Linked DNA regions of Sus scrofa: all the other regions are linked to region 3. The links are chromatin contacts, called in public Hi-C maps. All regions are on one chromosome and are shown on one strand. The core of a region is the stretch at or near the end of the contact, and the rest is flanking DNA. Distances in the headings are between cores, read along the strand shown. Region 1 holds the start of AURKAIP1 (aurora kinase A-interacting protein). Region 2 holds the start of SCNN1D (amiloride-sensitive sodium channel subunit delta). Region 3 holds the start of MIB2 (E3 ubiquitin-protein ligase MIB2).

What was found. A called contact is a pair of places that touch in the nucleus more often than the background predicts.
Region 1: a Hi-C map of liver shows a contact between it and region 3, with 8 times the contacts expected there. The contact joins the promoter of AURKAIP1 here to the promoter of MIB2 in region 3. A contact is called at or near these places in 1 of 5 promoter capture datasets (fetal skeletal muscle), 4 of 47 Hi-C or Micro-C datasets (heart right ventricle, liver and skeletal muscle) and 1 of 2 datasets of contacts at active chromatin or transcription factors (alveolar macrophages).
Region 2: a Hi-C map of liver shows a contact between it and region 3, with 6 times the contacts expected there. The contact joins the promoter of SCNN1D here to the promoter of MIB2 in region 3. A contact is called at or near these places in 2 of 47 Hi-C or Micro-C datasets (heart right ventricle and liver).

What each region holds. Positions count from the first base shown.
Region 1 is chr6:63,654,798-63,658,918 of Sscrofa11.1, forward strand. AURKAIP1 (aurora kinase A-interacting protein) reads right to left here and starts at 2,771. Exons shown (of 3, transcript XM_021097450.1): 1 at 2,581-2,771; 2 at 2,238-2,327; 3 at 1,323-1,970. The coding sequence starts at 2,289. The coding sequence ends at 1,423. LOC110261342 (a long non-coding RNA gene) reads left to right here and starts at 2,878. Exons shown (of 2, transcript XR_002345410.1): 1 at 2,878-3,387.
Region 2 is chr6:63,565,692-63,569,541 of Sscrofa11.1, forward strand. It overlaps SCNN1D (amiloride-sensitive sodium channel subunit delta), which reads left to right and starts at 2,480. Exons shown (of 14, transcript XM_021097433.1): 1 at 2,480-3,490. It overlaps UBE2J2 (ubiquitin-conjugating enzyme E2 J2), which reads right to left and starts at 2,389. Exons shown (of 7, transcript XM_003127491.4): 1 at 2,172-2,389.
Region 3 is chr6:63,784,912-63,788,795 of Sscrofa11.1, forward strand. MIB2 (E3 ubiquitin-protein ligase MIB2) reads left to right here and starts at 2,289. Exons shown (of 20, transcript XM_021097467.1): 1 at 2,289-2,892. It overlaps LOC102160306, which reads right to left. Exons shown (of 5, transcript XM_021097587.1): 3 at 2,184-2,909; 4 at 1,113-1,290. The coding sequence ends at 1,113.

The sequences.
Region 1 (4,121 bases), core at 1,521-4,020, 130 kb before region 3:
CTGTGTTGGCAGGAATGCCCCGAAGACCTAGCCATGCCCAGACAGGGAGCAGCAGGGACAAGGCGTAGAGCCTGAACTCACCGAGGTGCCCCCACACTGGCTCCGAAAGGCAGATCCCCAGCAAGTGCTGAGACCACCCCATCAGCTGCGGCCCCGGCTGGGCCGCCCCTGGCTGAACCCAAGCCCTAAGCCCTGCTAGAGGAGGCTGGGGTCAGCGGGGATCCCAGGCCAGAGCCACATGGGGCGGGGGGCAGGGCTGGCACGCAGACAACGGGGAGGAGGGGCTGGGGAGGGCGGCGGCCCCGTGGGGAAGAGGGGAGGGCTGCAGAGTCCACATAAAACCTCGAACTGCCTCCTGAGGTCGCCGGCAGGGTCAAGGCATCCAAACCACAGGCAGGATGAGGGCTGCACACATGAGCCAGGGCCAGGAGAGGGTGCCAGGGCCAGGCCCACAGGGCAGGGGACAGGGACCAAGGAAACAGAGCCTGGCAGGGCCTGGCGGAACCACGGGGCACCCACACCCTGGAAGGGCCAGGCTTCTCCAGCTCCGAGAGCGGCAGCCCCTCCTCAGCCGGTCCACCCCTGCCCCGGCCAGAGCAGGCCCTCCCTGCCCAAGGAGCCCCTCGCCGGCCCCACGCAGGGCCCAACAAGCGGCAGAAGCCAGGAGCCCACAGGACACCGTCCATCGCCACCGCCGAGGACAAGGCCGCCCTTCCTGCCTGCCCAGCGAGACCCCCCCTGACCGCACGGGGTCCACATACATGAGGGTTTTTCACTGAACAGGGCCTATGATACCACGCAATCTGCAGCTGGTTGAAGCCAGACCCACGGACGTGAAAGGCCAACTGTAAATCATACTCAGGTCTTCAACTGCTGGAAGGCTAACTGTACACCCTCGTCACGTCAACACCTCGGCCTGGGCATTCCAGGCCCCAGGCAGGTCCCTTGGCACATTCGCCATTGGTGTGCTCATTGAGAGTCTGCCCTGGAGTCCCTGCGCGGTGCAACAGGATCGGCAACATCTCTGCAGCACCAGGGCACAGGTTCAATCCCCGACCCTGCACGGTGGCTTAAAGAATCCAGAGACTCTATATAATGTAGGGCAGCTGAGAAAAGAGAGAGAGAGAAAAAAAAAAGGCCTGCCCTGAGGGCAGAATGGGACTCTTCAAAGCTGTTCCCACTCGTGCATGCCTGGCCCCAGGACAAGGGCCAGCTTGAGGAAGGGATGGCCAATCTGCCTGCCGAGGGTCCTTGTTCCTTCTGTAATATCAAAGGCTGGCACCAACCTCAAACCCCAAGCAGCTCGCCCAAGCAGACAGGGGTCCAGGCCAGCAGACAGCAGAGTGTGCTGGTTCTTTATTACAATGGGTGGTGGGCAGTAACGGGGGGGGGGGGGGGGGGCCGCCATGCGCACCTCCAGACTCATTGGTTCTTCAGATAGATCTTGGGGGTCTGCCAGCCTGCAGGGGCTTCCTTCAAGCCTGCCTTCTGCCAGATGCGCTTCAAGTCTCTCTCAAACTTGACCTGCTTCTGTCTCAGGCGCCCTTCCCTGACTTTCCGCCGCAGGAACCGGGTTCTCTTGACCAGCTTGCGGTACTTGTGGTGATTCATCTTCCGCCGGCGGATCTTCAGGATGTTTTTGCACTGCATCTGGGGTGTGTCCCGAACCTCCTTATCCCCCTGCTTGACCCCTTCCCCCACCTGGCTAGGCGGACATTGATAGAGCTGAGCTGGAGACACAGTCCCTGGGGTCCCAGCGCCCAGTCTGGGCAGGAGGTAGCGAATGGTCAGCCAGCTCTCCAGCGGGCTGATGGACATCTTCCTGGGGACCAGCATCTCCTCAAGCTCTGGGTGGACGTGCTTGCCAGGAAGAGAGGCAATCCCACTGGGGCCTGGGGGCTGCGTGCTGTAGCGAGGCCTGCAGGCGTGCCTGCCCAGTACCTCTGAGACGCGCGGGGACCCACTGCGGCCTGCAATAAACAAGCCGACACAGTTACCACTCCTATGCACGGCCAGCGGGCCTGGGGCGCAGAACCTCCACGGCAGACTGGCCTGAACCCCTGCCTACTACATTCTCAGGCCCAAACTATGACACTTGGAAGCTTAAGGGGCTGTTTGTGCAGCCAGGCCCCCGGCTCCAGGGGGTGAGATACAGCAGCGGGGCGCAGCGGAGCTGCTAGTCCCACATCCAACCCCAGGTGCGTATCCAGCCCGTCCGCCCCCGTGGGGCCTCTTACCTGCCCCGGGAACAGCCCTGAGCAGCTGGGAAGTCAAGCGCACCAGGAACATGGTTTGAGTGTGGCGGCGGGCCCGGGTGCTCAGCAGAGCTGGAACACAGGTGGGAGCCGAGGTCACTCCGAGGACTGCGGTCACGCCCCGCCTCCCCTCCCGTCGCTCTCACCACCCCCTCCCGCAACGGGAACGTTACTTCGAGTACGACTCCCTCAAAACCTCCGCCTCCGCCGTTCCCCAGCTGCGCGACTCCGGGCAGGTACCGACCCTCCCTGAGCCTCAGCTTCACCCCGAAGCGCCCACCGCACGAGTGGGATCGACGCTCGGGCTCCAGGTCCCGAGCCCTACCCGGCCACGGCCGCCTTCGCTGTCCCTGGAGCGCGAGCTCTGCGGCCGCACGCCGAGCCTCCCCAGACGCCGCCGAGAGACGCAGCGGACCATTCCGCCGCCGCGCTCAAGCACTTCCGGTCCTTCCCTAAACCGACCCCCAGCCCGCGTGCGGCCGCCCGCCAGTTCCTACGCCCAGCGCCCCCTAGCGCATCACGGCTCCCTGCTCCTTGTCTGCGCAGACCCAGACGGGCCCCCAAATCGACGGCTTCCGGCCGGAGGAACCGCCCCCCCACCCCCGCGCGCCCCGCTCCCAGATCGCCAGTTCCGCCTGTGTCCAGCAAAGGCTAGAAAACTACATTTCCCACAATCCCAAACGATGCCGTCTGCACCTGAGTGGCCCGAACTCCCTTCCCTCCACGACTGGCCAAGGGCCAGTTGGTCCAGGCGGCCGGAAGTGGCGTTTCGGAGCTGCGACAGGGATGTTGTCCCGGCCACGGAAATAGAGTTCGCGGGACGACAGAAGTGGCGGGAGCTACTGCGCCCGCTGGAGCGGGAGGCTAAGGATCAGGAGCCGCTGAGGTTGCGGGCGTGGCCCCTACCCCCGAGCCCTCCTCGCGAGGATGGGAGGGAAGGTGGCCGACACGTGGTGCCTGCGCGCCCGGGCTCCTGCAGCCCGAAAGCCAATAGTGCGGCGCCGGGGCGCCGTAAGATCTCGGGGGTCTTGGGACCCGCCGCCCCCTCCATTTGGCTTTCAGATTCCTCGCTCTGCCGGTCTGGATAAGCGAAGGAGGCCCCGCGTCTAACGCAGGATAGAAAGCGGGATAGGTGGGTTTTTGTTTCCTTTAGAGCAAGCAAACTCCCATCCTGTGCCTAAGATTTTGTTCGAAAACCAAAAGCAGTCTCCCTGGAGCTTGCGGTTCGGCTAGAACTCAGCGTTGCTCCTCAAGAGTAGGGGACCAGAAGGGCTTCACCTGTCTAGTCCCGAAAGGCTCTGTTGTCCTCACTGAAGTTGGCTAGCGTGGACAGGATCCCCAGAATGACCTGCAGGGACGCCTGGTAGGGAAGGGATGTAGGGAGAGCCCCACTGGCTCTGCTCAGAGGCTTGTCCTGTAGGAGGGCCTTCCAGTGAGTCTTAGCAGGAAGTGGCCAGGCCTGGCCACCCCCAGGCTCCAACCTGGCTAAGCAGGGAGTGGAGGGCAGGCCAGTGGGAGGGCAGAAGCTGCAGCCTCCAGGCCCAGCGCTATAGCCGAGTCACGTGATGACCCTGCTCTTCAGTGGCAGGGGCTGCTTCTGGGTCCCACCTGTGGGAATGCCCCTCTCACTCCAGCCGCCCGGCCTCCCCAGTCTTTTACTTACGTTTGGTCTTAAGAGTGAGCCACCTGGATTGTGGGTGCTGACCCCGTCGCTTTGACACCTCCTTGGCTTTTTAACACTGGGCACCTTCCCCCAGGCTCACTGGCCCTAGTGTGGCCTGGAGAGAATTCACCCAGGTCCTGTGACAGGCCCCTGACAGCCCCTGATCCACACCAGGAGCCTTGCTCCCAGCTGCCGCCAGCCTG
Region 2 (3,850 bases), core at 1,230-3,729, 220 kb before region 3:
TGACCTCAACCCTTCAGGACTCACGCAGAACCAAGCAGACAAATGTCAACAAGCCCCCGCTGCCGCCAAGTCCTCTGGAGAACAGCCCCAGGGCTCTAGTCCCCAACGCCCAAGGCCCCTGACCTGGCCTGAGCCAAGCCCCTTCTCGTCCCAGCCCAGGCCCTATGGGGACCCACCAGGCCCTTCCTGGCCCAGCTCAAAAGCCTCGTCCTCCAAAGCCTCCCAACTCCCGACTGCAATGCTGCCTGCCACATTCTGTCCCTCACTGGTCTCCCTGCGACCCAGCTGGTGTGCCCACAGCAGGAGCGACAGGTCCGCCTGGGAAGGGGAGGGTCCGCAGAGCACTGACCCAAGCTCCAGCCCAAGGAGCCAAAGGGCCCAGTGGTTCGCCTGGGGCGACATCTAGGAACAAACACGGCCACGATCTGAAAGCAGAACCACCACCCAACCCAGGGTGCCTTCAAAGAACTCTAAGGGGCTGTTTCCTTTAACCGTTCACCCCAAAGTTAACGCCCTGCCACACACACCAGTTCGCTGGGCGATTCGAATACAACTGTGCTTGGCCTGGAGTAAGTGGCCAGGCAGGCTCCTCAGGAAGGTTCGCGGTCCGCCTCCCCGATTCCTAAAACAGACCCGGCCTAGCTGCTCACACGCGGACTTCCCGCTCACTCTTGCTCTCAGGTGCGCAACCTTGAAGATCCTACCTCTCACACACCTCCTCAGTCCGCTAAAAGGGCTTCTAATGACCCTTCTTGTGCCTCATCGCAGCCCCTCCAGGGGACTTCAGGTGTGACCGTTTCTTCCAGTTTTCCCCACCTACAGAAGCCAGAGCACCTCCACGGGACATGAGCTGGGGCTCAAGCTCCCTTCAAGACAAGTCCCCACACAAAGACACAGAAGGTGTAATTCACAGAAGGAAACGGGGTGCAGACACAGAAAAAAAAACATCAGACGAAACAAAACAGAGGCAAACAAAACTTTAGCGCAGAGACGCTGAAGGAGAGCAACCGAAGCCTACGCCCGCAGGTGACAGAGTCCCGTGGGCAGCAAGTGGAAACAGGGCGCCGCCGGCGGCCTAGCATCGCTCCCGCCCGGGGTCCGAGCACTCAGTGATGCTGTGACAGAGACCTTGGCCTGACCGACGGACGGGCACGCGACACACCCGTGCCCAGGACTTTCCCTTCCCCACCGGGACTGTTTCACAGCCAGATGGAGGCTGGGGGCTGAGGGAGGATTACTGACTCCAAGTTGTAGGCACAGGGTCCAACTGTGCCTGCAGACACACTGGACTTTTCAATTAAGCAGGACTCTCAAGTTCCCTTCTGCCAAAACTAGATCCAAGCACCGAAGGTCACTCAGCTGGAAAGAACAGGGCCCAGAGCCACCGCGCGGAGGGTTCTTACCCACTGACCACCTCCCCTCCCACCAGGAGCAGGCTCTCCTCTCCTTAACTGTTTGGCGCCTGGGGGTGGGGAGCGGGGGCAGGCGCGACAAGGGGTTGGGAATGGATTTCAACTGGACACACGTCAGCTAAGTGTTACTAGCAGGACAGGGGACCAGAAGCTTACACTGGCCAGAGCTCTCGAGACCGTGCTGGCAACGGGCAGCTAAGGAGAGCAGGCGGGCATAGGGGAAGAACCTGCCCGGGGCCCACACTAGCCGGCCGGCAACAGAGCCCCCCGACTGCGGCGTCCCACTCCGGCCGCCTGGCTTTTCAATTGGTTACCGTTCCAAGGGGAATAAGCAGGCTCGCGCCTTCCTGCTGGGACTCAAAAAGCTGCTCAGGTGTGAAGTGTCGACGGCCTCAACAGCAACCAGCCCTCGTCAACGCGGACTCCCAGGACATGTTTACAAAGCAAGCCCTACGCCGGCTCGTCCCGGCGGCGCCCGCAAGTGTGCCACTGGCAGGAGGCCTTTCCGTGGGACACCAGCCGTGGGACCACCAGAATCCCCAAGCTGGCAGGAGGACGACCCGGCCCGGAGCCCCGGGCGCCCCACCGTAACCGACCTAGCGTTCCGCGCATGGAAGCTCCAGGCCGGGCCCCGCGAGCACAGACGGAGCGGGGTCGGGCTGTGCGGAGACCCCGTGCCCGCCGCCCGCCACCCTGGCCGGCTCCAGCGGGGCGGACTCGCGGCCGAGGCTCCGGCGCAGGCCCGCGGCGCGCGCTCACCTCTCCCCGTCGCCGCGCGTGGGCCGCCGCCGCGCTCAGGCTCGCCGTGGTCGAGGCCGGAGCAGGGAGCGGGAGAGCGGGGCCCGTGCCGCAGAGCCGCACCGCGCCGGGACTGGGCCCACCCGACCGCCGCCGCCGCCGCCGCCGCCGCCGCCGCCGCCGCCGCCGCCGCCGCCGCCTTAGCTTCCAAGATGGCCACTAGCGGGGCGGGACCATAATCGCTTCCGGTTCCGGGGCGCGGTTTGCCGGGGCGGCCGCTCTAGGCGGTTGGGCGGAAGTAGCCGGCCTCTCGCTGCCGCCTCCCGCCCGGGGAGGTGGAAGCAGTCGACGCGTGCGCACTGGTGGGCAGCCCCGCGGGGCGGGGCCCGAACGCCGGGCGGGTCCGGTCTGTTGGCCGCAGATCGCCGGTTCGTCCCTGGGCCACTGCGGCCCCGGGGAGAATCAGCGGCCGCAGAGCCCCGTACCTTCCACCCCGCATGTTCCCCCCTTACGACCCCCGGCCTTCTACGGGAAGACAGGCCCTGTTAAAGGGTGACCCCCCGCCTCGCGGTGCCAGCGTGAGCCCCGCCAGAGTTCCCCCGGGACCCCGACCCTCCCAAAGGCCCCCTGCCAAAGGATCGTGCCCACTTAACAGGAGAGCACGGGAGGCACCCTGCGTCGCTGGGCCCCCGTGACTGAACCCCCGGGGGCCCTGAGAATCAAATCCTGGGTGGCCTTGTGTGGCCACAGTGACCGGGAGCCCCACCAGAACCTGTGCCAGGTGGGGTCCTCTGCTCACGGGGAGAACTGTCCTCGTAAAAATAGTTGCACTGTTTCCCAACTGAATTTTCCACACGGCCCATGAATAGGGTCATTATGCACCAGTGGACACTGCACTGAGACTAACTCTCCGCTCCCACGGTCCCCTCCCTGGCCCTGGGGGAGGGGAGGCAGAGCAGGGAGGTGGGGCGGCCCCGGGAGGCCCAGGGAGCCCAGGCCAAAGTTCCCCGGACAGCGTCAACATAGAGAGAGCCCTCCTGCAGGGCCTGGAGCTGCTCATCTGCCTCCAAGAGTATTTGCAGGCACCTGAAGGTGGCAGGCAGGTGGGGGCCTGGACCGAGGGAGGGCTGGTCAGTGGGCAGGCCAGCACACTACCCCTGCCCTTCCTGTGAGTGGGGCTCGGATGCTCCCGCACAGGCTGCTACGCTGTCAGGCTGGTCCTCGGTCGCGACAGATCTGGAAGACCGTGGCTGGGCGGAGCTCGTGGCTCTGGGCAGGAGAGCAGAGACCTGCAAGTTCTCACCCTTGACCACGGCCCGGACTGCCTCTCAGGCAATGAGGTAACCGACCACATTCCTAGCACCAGTGGATGCAGCCACGGGGAGCAGCCACGCTCACCTCAAGTCTGCCCACCCAGGCACCCTCAGGTGGGATCTGAACGGCCACCGCAGAGCTGGCCCCAGGCCCTGGGCGGATCCCGGAAGGGGTGCCCATGGTCCGGCCGTCCAGGACCAGGCGAGTCCGCCCGTGGGAATCTGGCCTTCCCCCGCCTCCTCCAGGCCCTGCTATCCCCACGCCACCGGATGGCCCCGCTGCTTTTAGCTCTTGGAAAGTTATGTGGAGGAGGCCGCCCTGAGGCATCAGGGTGTTGGAGCACAGGTGTGAGGGAGATGCAGACCGGCCCCAAACCCCACACATGC
Region 3 (3,884 bases), core at 1,039-3,538:
GGTGTCTGGACTCACTGAGGTCCAGGTTCTTTGTGCCTCCACAGGAGGAATTTGGCCAGAGACAGAGTGATGGCAAGAAACAGATTAATTAAGATGCAACGCTTATGACGGAGTTCCCATTGTGGTGCAGGGGAAATGAATCCAACTGGGAACCATGAGGTTGCAGCTTCAATCCCTGGCCTCGCTCAGTGGGTTGAGGATCCAGCGTTGCTATGAGCTGTGGTGTGGGTCACAGACATGGCTCAGATCAGGAGTGGCTGTGGCTGTGGCGTAGGCCGGCAGCTGCAGCTTCATATCTCTGTGGCTGACTCCAGGGTCGTCTTTTTTTTTTGTCTTTTGTTTTTTTAGGGCCGCCCCTGTGGCATATGGAGGTTCCCAGGCTGGGGGTCTAATCTGAGCTATAGCTGCTGGCCTACACCACAGCCACAACAATGCGGGATCCAGAGCCACATCTGTGACCCACAGCACAACTCACAGCAACACCAGATCCTTAATGCACTGAGCAAGGCCAGGGATTGAACCCCAAACTTCATGGCTCCTAGTCGGATTTGTTTCCGCTGTGCCAGGATGGGGACTCCATCCAGGCTCTTTCTTTAGTCTTGAAACTGGACAGGCATGGGGCCTTGCAGGCCTGCAGTGTGCAGCCCAACAGTGGTCGGTCCCAGGAACTTCCCCAAGTCGTGGGGCGTGACCATCCTCTTGCACCCCATTTCCCCACAACATTTTTATGTATTTTTAATTTTTTTTTTTTGCTTTTATTTTTAGGGCCGCACCTGTGGCATATGGAAGTTCTGAGGGTAGGCATCAAATTGGAGCTGCAGCTGCCAGCCTACACCACAGCAAGCTGGATCTGAGCCTCATCTGCAACCTACACCACAGCTCAGGGCAATGAGGGATCCTTAACCCACTCAGCGAGGCAGAGATCGACCCGCAACCTCATGGTTCCCACTGCACCATGACGGGAACTCCCTGCAATATTTTTTAAAAGGGAAGAGGAAGGTGGTGGACTTGGATTACAGAAATTTAGCCCACTTAATTCTTGGGGAAGAGTGCTTTTGCCTGCCCGCTTATGTCCTTCACAAGAGTCCTATATTAACAAACCCGCTTCTTACCTATCGCTTCCTCTGGTTGAATTCCCTCCACACCAAGGCATAAGGAAACTGAGCTTCAGTGACTCCTGAGATGAGCTGTATGATTTCAAACACAGTCAGGAAAATGTACCTTTGCGGGATGGGCTGGGAGTGAGGAGTTCTTTTAAGAGTCTGGTTCTCTTTGAGCTCACTGGGAAGCCTATAAAAATGTCTAAAATTAATACATCAAAAACTAGCACTTCCAGGAGTTCTCATTGTGGTTCGTTGGTAACAAACCCAACTAGTATCTATGAGGATGCAGGTTCCACCTCTGGCCTCATTCAGTGGGTTAAGGAGTCAGTGTTGCCACAAGCTGTGGCATAGGTTACAGATGCTGCTCTGATCTGGTGTTGCTATGGCTGTGGCATAGGTAGGCAGTGGCAGCGCCGATTGGACCCCTAGCCTGGGAACTTCTATATGCGAAGGGTGCAGCCCTAAAAAAGAAAAAACCAGCACTTCCAGGAGTTATCTTGTGGCACAGAGGGTTAAGGATCCAGCATTGACACTACAGCGGCTCGGGTCACTGCTGTGGCCCGGGTTCATTCCTTGGCCCAGGAACCTCCATATGCTGCAGGTGCAGCCAAACCACACTCCCTCCCCCACCCCCAGCACTCTCTGCTCTCAGGTTTAGAAAGAGGTTGCTGTCCAGGAAAAGATATTAGGGTTGGAAATATTCGCCTCTGGGCAGACTGGCGTAGGACCAATGTTTTTCCCTAAGTCTTCAGTTCTGCGTCAATTAAAACCATGCACTGGGGTTTGTTTGATCCTTGCCAGGAGGAGTGGATTAAAGATCCCACTGCTGCAGCTGTGGAGTAGGTCGCCGCTGAGGCTCGGTTTCCATTCCTGGCCCAGGAACTTCCATAAGCCACGCGTACGGCCGAGAAAAAAAAAAAAAAAAAATGCACTGGCCTTACTCTTATTTTAAAGTAACTCAAATCAAAAGTGTTGGCTGTGACGTCGACTCATCTCTGAACCCTTCCGTCTCCACGGCTGTGACTAAGATTCATCTCGGAACCAATCATGTCTCCACGGCAACCGAACGCGTTTCCGAACCTGGCTGCGTGCGCCACGTAAGGCCAGCGAGGGCGACGCACTCCCAGTTCAGGCCACGCCCCTTCGCGGCGAGGTCGTGGCCGCCTGGTCCGCGCGTCCGGGCCCGCGCGTGCGCGTCTTCGGTAGCTGGGGAGGCCTGGGGCCGTAGTGTCCGCAGGCCCTCCCGGGCACGGGCGCCACGGTGGTGACAGCCCGGAGAGGCGCCGCAGCCCGCAGTCCGCCCCCTCTCCGACGTGCGCGCGCGCCGGCGGACGTGGTCGCGTCCCCTGTCTGGGGCGGCGCAGAGCCCACCCGAATCCTTCCCGCGGAAGCAAGGATGGAGGCCCCTCAGGCTGTCGGGGCGGGGCTGGGTCCGTAGATCCTGCCCACACGCGCACTACGTCACGGCGCCGCGTAGCCTCCTGGGAGTTGTGGTTCAGGCCTGCCCCCCCCGCCGCTGTCTCGGAGCTGCGGACTACAAGTCCCGGCAGGGCTCGCGGCGGCCCTAGACCCTGAAGCGCCGGGGGCTTCGGGTGGCTTCGGCCGGGGGGCTCGGGCTCGGGCTCGGCGCGGCGTGGCGCGGCGGCCTGGCTGGTGGCGGGTTCTGAGCAGTCGAAGCCCGCCGGCCAGGCGTCACACACACTGAGGTCGAAGCTGGCCGGCTGACAGACTCGGCGCTCCTCAGGCCCCCGGAGCCCCTGCGCGGAGCGGGCGGGACGCAAACTTCCGGGCAAGTGAAGGGGTCGACTGGGGCATTGGGACTGGGGCCATGGTCCGGCAGCGGCGAGGGCGGCTTCTCAAAGAAGGGGGACGAATGACAGGGGCGGGGCGCACCCGAGCGAGTGAGGAAGGGTCAGTTAAGGGTGGGCGACCGGCCTGGCCTGTCCGGCCGCGCCCCCCAGGGTGCAGCGCGGGGCCCTGACGTCTGCAGAGCCGAGTCAATCTTCGGCCCCACTCCCGGCGGCCCCAGACCCCAGGGAGCCCTGCAGGGCCGGAGGCAGCCCCCTGGGGCAGCTCCAGGGAATGGGCACGTATATAACGGGGTACTAATTGCGTCTTGGCCTCTTCCCCCCCCCCCGCCCCGCAGGGTCAGATGGCTTAGGGCTTTCGCTGAAGTTCAGCAGGGCTAGAGGCCCTTCCTCACGTCTCCAGGCATCAGAGCTGTAGCGCACTAGTTTCAAGGCGGGGGTGGGGGGGGAGCGACCGTACAGCCAGACAGGTGAGCTGTTGACGAGCTTGGATTCCTTCTGATGCCATGTCAGAGGGGCTTGGGCTTGTTTTTGAGCGTGTATGTGTGTAAGTAAATAATCCTCTCTCTGAGCTCAGAATCAATTGAAGCAGGCAAAGGTACCAGATAGGCTCCCGGGGGGCACCCGCCAGGCTGGGGATGAGGCAGTCTGGTAGTGGGAGCCCTGGCAAACCTGGCCCTTCCTGGCAGGTCCCCTCCTCTGGCCATTTCCCTCTGGCCTGTTGCTCCAGGTGCAACAAGTATCTGAATGCCATGCTCCCGCCCAGGGTAGGTCCTGTGCGGTGCTTGGGTGCCTGAGGGCTCCCATCTGGGTGGCCAGAATTCAGGTGATGCCCACCCTGTACTTCCTGGGGGTCTCCCTCAGCCGGTGTGCTCATACGGTCCACGTAAGGTCTCAGGGCTTTACTCGCTCTTAATGGGCCAGACTCCCTGGGCACCTGGGATTTTCTCCCCAGCCTTAGCCAGAGCTGCCA